Regions from separate parts of the Sus scrofa genome. Here all the other regions are linked to region 1. The links are chromatin contacts, called in public Hi-C and promoter capture Hi-C maps. All regions are on one chromosome and are shown on one strand. Each heading gives the region's core, a stretch centred on a gene start, on an enhancer-like site or on the middle of the called end of the contact. The rest is flanking DNA. Distances are from core to core; before and after follow the strand shown. Region 1 holds the start of IGF1R (insulin like growth factor 1 receptor). Region 2 overlaps FAM169B (protein FAM169B). Region 3 holds the start of FAM169B (protein FAM169B).

Evidence for each region. Promoter capture Hi-C pulls out the DNA fragments that hold promoters and counts their contacts. Hi-C and Micro-C count contacts between places; a contact is called where the count stands out from the background.
Region 2: a Hi-C map of embryonic fibroblasts shows a contact between it and region 1, with 2.5 times the contacts expected there. The contact joins the enhancer-like site here to the promoter of IGF1R in region 1. A contact is called at or near these places in 1 of 5 promoter capture datasets (fetal skeletal muscle), 6 of 47 Hi-C or Micro-C datasets (embryonic fibroblasts, fetal skeletal muscle, mesenteric adipose tissue and 3 more) and 1 of 2 datasets of contacts at active chromatin or transcription factors (skeletal muscle).
Region 3: a contact with region 1 is called in a promoter capture Hi-C map of fetal skeletal muscle, with 9 times the contacts expected there. The contact joins the promoter of FAM169B here to the promoter of IGF1R in region 1. A contact is called at or near these places in 2 of 5 promoter capture datasets (fetal liver and fetal skeletal muscle), 4 of 47 Hi-C or Micro-C datasets (embryonic fibroblasts, heart right ventricle and retroperitoneal adipose tissue) and 1 of 2 datasets of contacts at active chromatin or transcription factors (skeletal muscle).

Annotation. Positions count from the first base shown.
Region 1 is chr1:137,687,948-137,692,149 of Sscrofa11.1, forward strand. It overlaps IGF1R (insulin like growth factor 1 receptor), which reads right to left and starts at 2,486. Exons shown (of 21, transcript NM_214172.1): 1 at 2,365-2,486. The coding sequence starts at 2,458.
Region 2 is chr1:137,258,245-137,262,446 of Sscrofa11.1, forward strand. The region is part of intron 3 of FAM169B (protein FAM169B); the gene reads right to left. Among named protein-coding and RNA genes, the nearest start is that of FAM169B, 37 kb to the right of the region's middle. Within about 2 kb of position 2,022, at least 5 of the 83 cell types and tissues checked have an H3K27ac peak or open chromatin away from gene starts, as enhancers often do. A contact at or near this core is called in embryonic fibroblasts, where this site is marked.
Region 3 is chr1:137,295,435-137,299,636 of Sscrofa11.1, forward strand. It overlaps FAM169B (protein FAM169B), which reads right to left and starts at 1,766. Exons shown (of 9, transcript XM_005659772.3): 1 at 1,713-1,766. The coding sequence starts at 1,737.

The DNA.
Region 1 (4,202 bases), core at 1,236-3,735:
AGGACTCAGTAGTTTGTTTCTACCAGAAGTAAGCATTCCAGCACCTTTAGGACTGAAAACTGAACACACGATTAGAGTGAGCCTATCATTTACTTCTGAAAACTTTAGAGCTGTAGGAGGGGCAGGTAGTGAGTTTGAACTTCAACAAACCATAACCAGGATTGGGGTGCCTTCTGCCCATCCATCAAGTTTTCAGAGACCAACCATTTTCAAGGGATCCTTGAGAAAAGCGCTGACATCTTGGATTATAAAAGTACATTAAAATGCCCCTTCTCCTCCTGCCTGTTTTCTCAAGAAAAACAAACAAACAATCAAAAACCCCAAAAACCCACCCTTCATGAAGAACTCCAAACAAGACATCCTATTTTAAAATGCCGGACTCTTGCATGGAGAAGCAGGGCCATCCCTGCTATTGTGAATTTCAGAATTTACCAACATTGAACAATAAAGCTAGAGACACCACACAGTTCGACAACATGCCATAATAAAATGGATCAACTTTCCTGTGTCTCCTTAATTACATATAGTTTTTAAAGGCTTGAAACCCTCCTCTGTGCCCCTAAACACCATCTGCGAGCCTTAGAAGGGAGCCGAAAGCCTTTCGCCCAATCCAGTGTGCTGAAAGTTTAGAAAACAAAGAGCAGGAGAGCTCAGATTTGAGGAAGGTCCGGACACAATCTGAGTCTTACTCCATGCAGTCCACACACTAATTCTATAAAAATCTGCCCTTACTCCATCATGGACTCATTTCTTACAAAATGTTTAAGGGTTTGTTTACGCGAACAGCCTTTCCGAACTGCCCCTGTAATGGGGCCAGATGGCCCCGCTGCCTCGCAATTCTCCCCCTCACTCTTCAAGGCTCAGTCGTGATTTTCAAAGTTAACTGGCACCACCTGCATACCCTTGGCAACCATTACTCACCAACACGCCCTCGCCGTTCCCAGCCCCAGTTCTGTGACTGCATTTAAACTTTAATCGTGTTCAAGTTACCCTGCCATCGAGAATGTACCAGTAAGCCTCATTTTAATGTTTTGAGAAGAAAAGAACCCTCTCCTTTCACCCCTCCACACACCCGCGGGGCCCTAAGTTCTCCCTCCCTCCCAGCACTTCCCTGCCCCCTACCCGACGCTACCAAAACAAAAGCTATCAGATTGCAAGCGATAGCGTGTGGAGCGATATCCTTATTAACTGTGTACAAAGGAAGTGCGGGGCAGGGAGGGGGGGAGTGCAACAAAACTATGGCCACGAAACCAAGGCCAGGGCTGCGCGCTTGCAAAACAAAACACCCTCCGTCGCAGACCCTGGAGCTCCATAAACGACGACACAAGATACCTTTCGCCAGGGCCGGGCGTCTGGGTGTCCCTGAGCAGCCATGTGGCTGCAGCTAAAGCCTCGCGTTGTGAGCACGTGTGTGGAAATGCACGTCGGCTCCGACCACACACCCACTCCCGCACACTCGGATGCTGTCCTACCACCCCCTAGTTCCGCCAAGAGCGTCCAGAGTCCGGTAGAAACTGGGAGAAGATCCCAGAACTCTTACTAGGGGTCTGGACGCGCTTCCCGGAAGAGCCCGACTGATACAGGGCCCGGACCTCGCACTTTTCCAGGGGGTGCATGGAGGGGTGGAGATCTAGGCGAGAACGCTTCCCGCATCCCTGAGCCATACTGAGCAGCCCCAAGAAACGGGGGGCAGGTGACCGCACGGAGTCCGGTGAAAGCGACAGGGAAGGCCAGGAACCCAAAGAGCCCAAGGGGCAAGGCTGGACGACAGGAGGCCGCGCTAGGATATTTGGTAACCTGTCCTGGGGACTGCGGGGCCTCTCCGCCGGGCACCCCTGAGGCTGGTGGGCTGCCCACTCCTGCTACCGGGCACAGAGTCCGCCCAAGCAGCGAGGGTGCTGCATGAGCTGTCACCGCCGCCTGAGCGCTGAGCGGTGACCAGCGCTGAGTGCGGGGCGGCCCCGCGCGCCTCGAGAGGCGCAAGGTGCGGGTGGCGGGGCCGGCCGGATGCGAACTTCTCGGCTGGAGCCCCAGCTCCCAGCCCGACCGCGGGCCGCCAAAGCATGAGAGCTTCGAAGACAGCGGGCCCCCCGGGCAAGGCTCTCGGGACAGAGGAAGAGAAAACACCGAGGCCCTTCCCGCGCGGGGATGCGCGGAGCTGGGGCCCGCGGGGCTCCAAACTAACAAGCCTGGGCCCCGGGGCCCCTCCGGCCTTTCGGCCGAGCCCCTCGGCGCCCCGCCCCGCGACTCCCGAGCCCGGGAGCCCGACAGCTGCGACGGTGGCAACTCGGGTTTCGCAAACAGGGCGCAGCCCCTCGGAGGAAAAGTTCCCGCAGTGGCCGCGGGCGGCGGGCACATACTCACTTTCTCCACTCGTCGGCCAGAGCGAGAGCGCGGCGGAGAAAAACAGGAGCCCCCACAGCGAGGTCGGGGACCCTCCTCCGGAGCCAGACTTCATTCCTTTTATTTGGGACGAAATTCCCCTTTCTCAAAAAAAAAGGGGGGGAGGAAACGAAAAAGTCTCAAACTCAGTCTTCGCCCACCCCTCCAAAAACAAGGGCGAAGGAAACAATACTCCAAAGGCGGCGCCGGTCGGGGGGTCCGCCGGGCAGCGCGGACGGGGCGGCCCCTCAGCGCCGGCAACCGCGGCCCAGGGCTCGGCGGAGTCGGGAACCCAAGGCGCGCCGGGGCGGGCTGTCGGCGTCGTCGGCCTCCATTTTCAAACCGAGAGAGGCAGGAGAGGATGAAAAACTGCAAAGAAAAGAGGCAAAGCCCAAATCCGTCTCAGCGAGGAAAAACAAACCCGACCCCAGAAGGAGGGGGAGACTGTCCGACCCCTGAGCCTTAGCGGTGGGAGGGCGCGACGCAGTTCGCAAGATTGCCCCGAAGTCTGGGTCTCAGGAGAGGCCGGCCGGGGGCAGAAATGCGGAGTAAAAATGAATGAGCGGCTCCCCCTCCTCCTCCTCCAGGCTCCACTCGCCGCCGCCTCCTCCTCCCTCAGCGCCGCCGCCGCCGCCGCGAGCTCCTTCCCAAATCCAGGACACACACAAAGCGGCGGGCCGGCCGCGCCGCGCTCAGCACTCCTGCCGCGCCGCCCGGGCTCCGCGCCGCCGCTGCCCGCCCCGCGCCGGCCCCCGCCCGGCCCCCGCCCGCTGCCGCCGGCTCCGCGCGCGGGGGCTCCGGCTCGCTGAAGGTCAAAGCCGAGGCGCGCGGCGCGCCGTGGAGCTCCCCTCGCGCGGGAGGGGCGTGGAGGGCCCGTGGAGCGGGGACGAGGGTCTCCAAGCGCCGGGCACGGGTGCGCTGGGGGCAGGCTTGCAGGCGGCGTCCCTCTCCCTCGCTCGCCTCTCGAGTTCGCCTGGTGCGCTCGCTCCTCCTCGGGTTTTTTTCCTTTTTTTTTTTTTTTTTTTTTTTTTTTTTTTTTTTCCGCTCAGCGGAGTTAATGCTGGTAAACAAGAGCCTCAGCCTCGCCGCGCCGCTGCCGCCGCTGCCACACACTGGGGGCTCGCGCGCGCGCTCGAGGCCGCGCACACGCGCCCGCGCATACACTGGAACTGCCTCAGCCGCAGCCGCCGCGCGCCGAGGGCCCGGCCCAGGCCGGCGCGCGCCAAGAGCCGGAGCTCGGGATTCCAGGGACGTGCGGAGCGGAGCCCGGGCGTGGGATGCGAAGCTGCGAGGCACCGCCCCCGCCTCTCGCCCTCGCGGGCACACGCGTGCGCGCGCCCACACGCTCTCGCCCCCACCCGCACTGCGCCGGCCACCCTGCACGCGCCCTCCCCTCCCGCAAGACTCCAAAAACAATGCCCCCGGCGCCCGTCCGGGCTCCGCCGCGGAGCTACCAGTGGAGGGGAGGAGGGGCTGGGGCGGGGAGTGCGGGGCGCGAGAGGTTCATTGAAAACAACAACATCACGGCTGGAAAGCGCGTTTACCCGGTTCTTGAAAAGCTTCATTGTTTCTTGCAGCTGTTGCAAAATAAATAAATAAGTTCGTGCATGCGGCATTTTTTCGCAGCAAGCTGGATAGCCTGAATGTGGCGGGAGGGGCACACCTGGGAGAAAGGAGACCTCCAGGCTACTAAGCGGACACTTTCACGCAAGGCTGGGGCGGCTGCAGCGTCGCCACTGGGGAGCCTACAGTTCCAGGTTTCGCGGTCAGCTACGGGGCAGGGCGCGGCCTGCGTGGCTCGGCTGGGGGAGCAAGGGGAG
Region 2 (4,202 bases), core at 772-3,271, 430 kb before region 1:
GCACAGGCTAAATCCACTTGAGGAATTAAATTTAAACTCTAGCTTAAGACACTTAGAACTTGGAGGAGGAGAGTGGGCCTGGTCACAGAGGCCCTGGAAGCCATACTCTGGAGACCACTGGTAGCCACCATGATTCAAAGGGGGAGATGAACATGACCCAATTACTGTGTTAAAGTAATGACATCCACCAGAGCTATAGGTCCAACAACCCACTGAGTGGCTGGCTGACCCTTTTGTTCAGAGGAGGCTCTGAAGGATTAAGATAGTCAAGGTCATATGCTTATAAACAGCAGCACTGGGACTGGATGTGAACTGGGTCCCAGTCATTCCACAGCCCCTGGTCTAAGCACTATGCTCCAGGTGAATAATGGACAGAGAGACAAGGGGATAGAGCTGGGCCCAGGCCCCAAAAAGGCCAGCAGAGTAGGGAAGACAAAGATGAGACAGAGATGAGGAGGGGACAAGCCAAGACACCGAGGAGAAAGAATTGCCAGCAGAGAAAGTCTTTAATAGAACAAATCTCCTTTTGTACTTTGGGGAGGGGAGGGAGGCTGCCATTTATTCAGCAAACACTGACAAGTATCAGGCACTATACTTGGCACTAGAGATCCAGGACAGAAGACACCGCCCAGCAGGAGCAAGACAGGCCACCAGGCCGTGACCACACATACCATGACCAGTGCCTAAGATGTGAACAGCATCAGGCACCCACCTGGGGCTGTGTCTTCATCCATTCACACTGCCGTGACAAAATACCACAGTCTGGTGGCTTATAACAACAGAAATTTATTTCTCACACTTCTGGAGGCTGGAAGTCTGAGATCAGGGTACTAGCATGGTCAGGTTCTGATGACAGCCCTCCTGGACTGCAGATGGCCAACTTCTCACTGTGTTCTTCTGTGACAGAAAGGGCAAGGGAGCCCTCTGGGGTCTCTCTGATAAGGGCACTAATCCTACTCAAGAGGGCTCCACCCTCATGACCTAAGCAGCCCCCAAAGGCCCCACATCCCAACCTCATCACATGGGCTTAGGATTTCAACATATAAATTTGGCAGGGGACACAAACATTCAGACCATAGCTGGCTGTCTAGGAGAGCTGAGGCAGAGTTCCAAGAATAGGCCTGAGCCAGACTGGACTCCAGTGCTGGGGGCTCTGGGGACCAGGTTGAGGTAATGACTTCGAAATGAGTCTCCGGGGGAGTCTAATCAATGACAGACATGATTGGAGCAATGGTTTACAAAGCAGGTGAGGCTGGAGGCAGGGAGGACAATGGGAGGCTGTGATGATCCCACCAGGAAGTGTGGAGGGGCTGAGTGCAACAATCATGCTGGATGGGAGGAAGATCCTCAGGGGGGCAAAAAAGACCACCTGTGAATCAAACTGGCCCAAAGGCAGAAGAGAGGGGGCAGGCAGGAGTGGCAGTGGGCAACCAAGCTTGAGCAGGACAGAGGTGCTTTCACCAGCAGGAAGTGAGAACAAGGAGGAGGTGTGAGGGTTTCAGTTCTGAAATGCTTGTTAGAGACAGCAAGGTCAGGGTGGCCATCCAAATACACAGCCCAAGCTGAGCAAAGAGACAGAGAAAGTCCATACCCCATATTACAGAGGAACCAAGGAGGCTGAGTGCACATGTGCCTGAGAGTGCATGCCTGCACATGCACATGCACACACACCTTATCTCCCCACACTAACTTCAAGTTGTTCATGTACTGGCCCATGGTTTATACTTCTCCAATCACAACTGAAGGAGCTTCAGGCTCTCCTGTTGCTCCCCACCCACCTCCCCCAGTCGCTTTCCTGGAGTCTAAGCCACCATTGCCCCATTACAAATCTAAAAAATATGTAATCCCCCCCCCTCAAAAAAAGAGCACAGTTAAACCAAAGTGACAGGTCATCTTCCCCAAAGCAAAATACATGTAGGAAAAAAATAATGCTGAAAAGTTCTGGCAGGGGAGAGCACATAAACACATTCCAAGGCATTGCATGACTTTTATGCAACATTGACTGAGCTGGTCAATAATTTAAGGGGAGGGGAAAAATCCTCAAGTTGACATAGCAACTGTCACATCGCATTACTCGGGCTACCATTTCCATACAGATGTCTTCCTTAAAGGAAAACACTTCCCCAGATGCCCTGTGAACTTGGGCGCCTCTTTGCCATGGAGAAAGAAACATCTGGTTTGCAGTATATTTGCCTCAGCCTCTCTGTGGTTCTCAGGCCTTTCTGGCCTTAAGCAATTTTGTTTTCATAAGTCGAGATTTTAACTCAAGGAAGTTGGGGTGAGATGGGGTGCCTGGATCCTGAGGCACAGCTGGACAGCCAGGTGTTAGAGGCAGAAAAGAAACCCACACCAGGGCTGGTCTACCTAGGAAAGGCATCCCTTTTGCGGCAGGGCAGGGGGAGGCTACACTCAGAATTTACCAGGCCAGGGATTGAACCCAAGCCACAGCAGTGACAACACTGGATCTTTAACCCACTGAGCCACCAGGAAAGTCCTAGGAAAGAAAATCTTAAAATCACAGGCTCCACCAAGGCAAGCACACTGAGTTTCTCAGGGCAGAGAGATGCGGACAGCCCAAGCTGTAGCAGTAAAACCCTCGAAGAAGCAGCCCGGCCCCTGGACAATGGCTTCATCCTTGACACAGAATATTTTCCTCGGGGTGTCTCTGTCTTCCAAATACCATTAGTCCCTTGGTAAGAACGAAATGTCTTTGTTTGTTTGTGGGATGCTGTTTTTCCCTATATTGAAATCCAACTCACAGTAAGTGCCGTCAATTAACATGGAATAAAGAAGAAAATCCCAAACAATAGCCAAAACACAGTGCTGTCACTGCAAATAGCCCTTCAATCTGTCATGGCCCAAGGAAAACAGAACTCTCTTCTCCATATGTAGCATGGAGCTCTCTTAGTTTATGTGAAGTTGGGTCCTGCTCAACCTGGGGACCACCTGACACTGGCCGAGCTTACAGGGCCACATGGGCACCTTAACCACCAAGAGGAGCAGGTATTCAAATCGAGGCTGAGTTTTTGGCCAGAACTCTTTTTCCCCCAAACTGTCAAACCCACTTAAGCGGGACTCCTCTAATTGGCAGGTGGGAGAATGGGACCCATTTCAGGCTTAGGTCTATCTCTGCAACATCCAAAAAGCAAATACAGACTTAAACAAAAGTTAACGTCCACAGGATCATGGGAGGCTACACCAGTAGGTGCCTGCTAACCAGGTTATTCCTACAAATTTGGGGTACAAGAGTCTGTGGGGTTCCTCACACTTCAAAGCCAGAAAAACTGCAATTACTTCCCAGATTTTACCAGGTTGGCAAGCCTCTCCTCCCATCATATTAGCTTGGTTTTTACCAGAGATACATAAACCACTTCACTGAGTCATGAGGATAGTGGATAGGCTCATTCAGCTAAAAAGAGCTGGGTTAGGAGTTCCCACTGTGGCTCAGCAGCAACAAACCCAACTAGTATCCATGAGGATGAGGGTTCAATCCCTGGCCCTGCTCAGTGGGCTAAGGATCCTGAGTTGCCATGAGCTGCTGTGTAGGTCGCAGACACGGCTCAGATCTCGTGTTGCTGTGGCTTTGGCGTAGGTTGCAGATTCGACACAAAGAGACCAAAAAAAAAAAAAGAGAGAGAGAGAGAGCTGGGTTAGCTCTGGGTTTAGTCTCATCCTTCCCACTCTCCAGGAAGCCAGATCTTTCCCTTCAAGGCACACTACTAGGAGCTGTTCCAACCAGGTCCCTTCTGGAGGTCAGAGATTCAAAGCTCCTCCCCCTGCCCCAAACCTGGGCAGCCTGGCCAGAGGTAAAAACATCCCAGAAAGGGCCTCCCAGTTCTGCAAAAGTGCTCTGGGCACCTCAGGAGCACACCTCACTTTCCACCCACCCATCCATCTTGACCCACCACCCACCTGCCCCAAATGGAGCACAGTGAAGGCCTGGCCCTGCGCCTGCCATGTCGCAATCCACCATCCCCCAGCCCATGACAGCCACTGGGAAGGTGGCTCCACAGCGGCTCTGGTTTCATCTGAATGTTTGCCTTGGCTCGTGCTGTCTCTGCAGGCCTAGGATGGGCATGCTTTTCCAAGAAAAAATCATCATTTTTCGATTCCCTGCTTGTTTTTCTCAGGGTGCACATGACATGCAATCACCAAAAAACCGTAAATAAATTAGCAGCAATTTGAAGGCTGAGTGTTATGCT
Region 3 (4,202 bases), core at 516-3,015, 390 kb before region 1:
GTTCAAAATACATGAGCTATTTCTGTACAGTAAGTCCCCAAGTGGGCAAATTCTCCATTTTGCAGGTGAGAAAGGTGATATCAAAAGTGTGAGTTGTGGCTAAGGACCTGACATTGTCTCTGTGAGGATGAGGGTTTGATCCCTGGCTTCCATCCAAGGGTTAAGGATTTGGCGTTGCCATGGCTATGGTAAAGCTCTAGGATGAGGCTCCAATTTGACTCCTGGCCTGGGAACTTCCAGAGCCTACAGCTGCAGCCACGGAAAGAAAAGAAAAGAAGAGAAAAGAAAAGAAAAGAAAAGAAAAGAAAAGAAAAGAAAAGAAAAAGAAAAGAGGCAAGTTGATTTTTCTTCTTGCCTCAGTTCTCAAACAATAAACTGGCAATAAACAAGCACTCACTATCCACAGTCCTGACGACCAACTTTCCACAAATGACCACAGAAAAATCAAAAACGAAATAGTACTTCTCCCTCTAAAACTGGAGACAAAACCCTTTTTTCAATCTCTAGACTAATGGAAACTTTCAGGGAAGATGTAAATAATTCATACAAATGGTTAATGACCATCTTTTCTCCTTAACTCACTTTCTTCAAAACGGGGGAAATAAGTCAAAATCACAGCTTTTGAATATGGGTCATAAAAACAAGCAATTTGCCCACGTTGGCACCTAATAAAAGGCAGATGAGCTTCCATAAGATTGGGTTTTCCCTCACAGGGATGTGCGGTGGGAGAAAATCTTTGTCTGACTGCATGTGGGTGCAAGGCTCCAGGGCCAAACTAGATGTGCAGGGGACATAAGGACCTGGCCAAGGAGCCCGTTCCTGCCGCTGGTCCCCGCGGAAACAAGATAAGGGTGCAACAGGGAAAGAGGCACTTTCTGGGCATCCAATGACCTTATGCTTGCTCCCTTCTAAACACTCTTTCCTTTGCAGGACCGGTAGAAACCCCTGAGAGTGGCTGTTCCACGTGCTTTCAGACTCAGATGTCGCATGGCTCCGCTCAGTTCTCCAGAGAGGGGGCCGGCAAGGGACGCGTGGGAGGTGGCAGGCTCTGGGGTAGGGGCGGCGCTCCCAAATCCAGACTCGCCTGCCGGCTAACCCGGGTCAGCATGCCAGCTGCGCACCGGACGCGGGGCGGGAAGCTGCAGACCTGGGACGGCGGAGGGCGGGGGCGACAGGGGCGCCCGCCATCACCTGAGGTGCTTTCCTGCACCTTCCCTACCCGGCTCTTCCCATTTCACAGACAAAGCCACCAAGGCTATGGGAAAGCAAGGAGTTCGCCAGGCCAGGTCAGCGGTCGCTACCTTCCCTACCGGGCTCTTCCCATTTCACAGACAAAGCCACCAAGGCTATGGGAAAGCAAGGAGTTCGCCAGGCCAGGTCAGCGGTCGCTACAGGTCGCAACCCCTCGCTACAGGGGTTGCCCTTCAGGATGAGCGCCGGAGCCCCGCGGGTCCCGTCCCCCGACATCCCGGGACGCTAGCCATTACGTTCCCCGGCGGCGACAGGTGCGCAGCTCGCGGCGCCCTGGCGCAGACTCCGGGGAAAGTTCCCCTGGCCCCGGCGCGCTGTTTACGGTCTCGTTTTGCAGCGCAGAGGCCAGTAGCTTTTTGCCCAGCCCAGCCATTGAAACCCGACACTCGGGGTGGGGCCCGCGTGGCCGACGGCCAGGGAGGCGGGCGGGCTCCGGGCCGGCTGGTCGGGGCTCCCCTTACCTGCAGCTCGGCCGCCAGCCTCCATCTCCAAGCTCCTGCTCCCCGGGCGCAGCGCCCCGCCCCGTCCCGCCCCCTCCCCCAGGCCGCCCCCGTCCCCGCCTCCTCTCCTGGGGCTTCCCCGTACCAGCCCTGGGGACTGTCCCTGGTGTCCCTGTTCCCCTCCCTCGCCCTCTGCCCTGGGGCCACAGTCTTGCGTGCCTCGCGAGCGACCCCCCGGCTCCCTACACACTTTGCAAAGCGAACTCACCACCTCTGAGGAGCAGCTGGTATTCCTCTTACAAATGTTGGAGAAGTTGTTCTCATCCCCAAGCGCTTGCCAGTACCCCTCAGCTTGGACGCGATACCCCGATGTCTGCGCCCCTTTCCACTTCCTTCTAGTATTTCTGTTTCTATGGGCTAGCATCCCTTGTAGTATCCCTTTTTGAAAATTTACACAGTCGAAAACTAGCTAGAAGACAATATGCACCCATAATGCAGGACATCCAGTAATCTTTTCCACCATTTTTTCAGTCTTTTCAGGTTTTTTTTCCCCTGACTATAAAGTGCTTTTTCTGATAACTGATGCTTTTATGTATTAAATGTTTAAGCTTGTGCTCACTTGAAATAGCAAAAGTCAATGAGAAGCACCTGTTTCTCTAGTATTTCTTCTTGACTTGTTTCAAGGTGTTTTTTAACGGGAGAGGTGGGGAGCAGGGGTGGTGTCAAAATGCCAATGGCCTTGGAACCCAAAGGCCTGTGGTCAGTGAGCTGGCACCTCCCCTGTTTGGTTGTCAGCTCTGAGGTTTGCCCTTCTGGACTGGCTCCCTTAAGCTACATTCTCAGCCGTTATGATCCTCTACCTCCCAGGATGAGTCTGGAATTCATTTAACTTCTGCCTGCACCCCAGCAAACAGTGGCTCAGAGGAACCTCTTATCTACTCCCTGCCATGTGACCCCAGCTTCGGAGCAACACACCCTAGGGAAGACCAGGGCACCCCCATTTAGAGGATGAAAATGGTCCCAGCTCTACTTCCATTGCACATTATGCAGGATGTATTGACTGTGTCTTAGAGCCCAGAGTCACCTCTTGGAAGTGTGAGATTTCATTTTCTACAATGATGAAAACTCAGAGATCCTTGGATGATAGCATTCTGGGCACTTAACTCCTCCAAATACCTTGTTTTCATTCAGTACATATTTATTAAATTCCTACTATATGCCTTTTACTGTTCTAGATTTAACGTATATTTTTAAAAAGAGCTAAGGAAAAAAATAGAGAGAGGGAATGGGAAGGGAGTTTTACAATTTAAAATAGTTAATTGTAAGCCTTGTTGAAAGGATGACTTTCAAGCAAAAATATGAAGAAAGTCAGGGCAGTAAACATGTAGGAAGGGAAAATGGCAAGGGCTATAGCAAGTGCAAAGGCCCTGAGGTGGGAACAAATCTCTGTGCCTTTGTTGAGCCCCTGAAAATGGTGAATGTTACTTAAGCTGTTGGCACATAGGGCTGAAGGTTCATTAATTTCTGCTGTAAAATGTACTTCTTCAAAGGCCTTGTTACACTTTTTAAGCTTTTGTGTTTTTCTACATACTGACACAGTACCTGATTACATGCTTCCCCCCCCCCCTTTTTACTGCCACACCCTCGATATATGGAAGTTCCCAGGCTAGGGATCAAATCAGACCTGCAGATGACAGCCTATGCCACAGCCAGCAATACCAGATCAGAGCTTCATCTGGGACCTACCCAGTAGTTTGTGGCAATGCTAGATCCTTAACCCACTGAGCGAGGCCAGGGGACGAACCCACATCCTTAGGGACACTATGTTGATTCTTAACCCACTAACCACAATGGGAACTCCTACATATTCTTTAAAAAAACAAAACAAAACAAAACAAAAAACTAGAAAGAATTTTTATGGACTGAAAATTCCCCTCTTTCTCATTCAACTCCTGCCCAAAATCAGAATTCAGTCATGGAAACAACCTAAATTCCATCAACAGAGGAGTGGATCCAGAAGATATGGTACATATACACAATGGAATATTACTCAGCCATTAAAAGGAAAGAAATAACAGCATTTGCAGCAACATGGATGGACCTAAAAATTATCATGCTAAGTGAAGTCAGTCATATGGTGAGACACCAACATCAAATGCTATCACTGACATGTGGAAGCTAAAAAAAGGACATGATGAACTTCTTTGCAGAATAGATACTGACTCACAGACTTTGAAAAACTTATGGTTTCCAAATGAGACAGGTTGGGGGGTGGGGGAGGGCACTGAAGATTTGGAATAGAAATACTATAAAATTTGGTTGTGCTGATTGTTGTACAACTATAAATGTAATAAGAGTCATTGAGTAATAAAAAAATAAAAGTGAAAAAAAAGAACTTAGTCAAATACTTCCTCTTTTCCTTTAGAGTTTCTGGATTTTCTGTCTTGCTTGAGTAGGCTGAAACTACCTCCAAATTAGAAATAAACTCTTCTACATTTTCTTTAAATATTT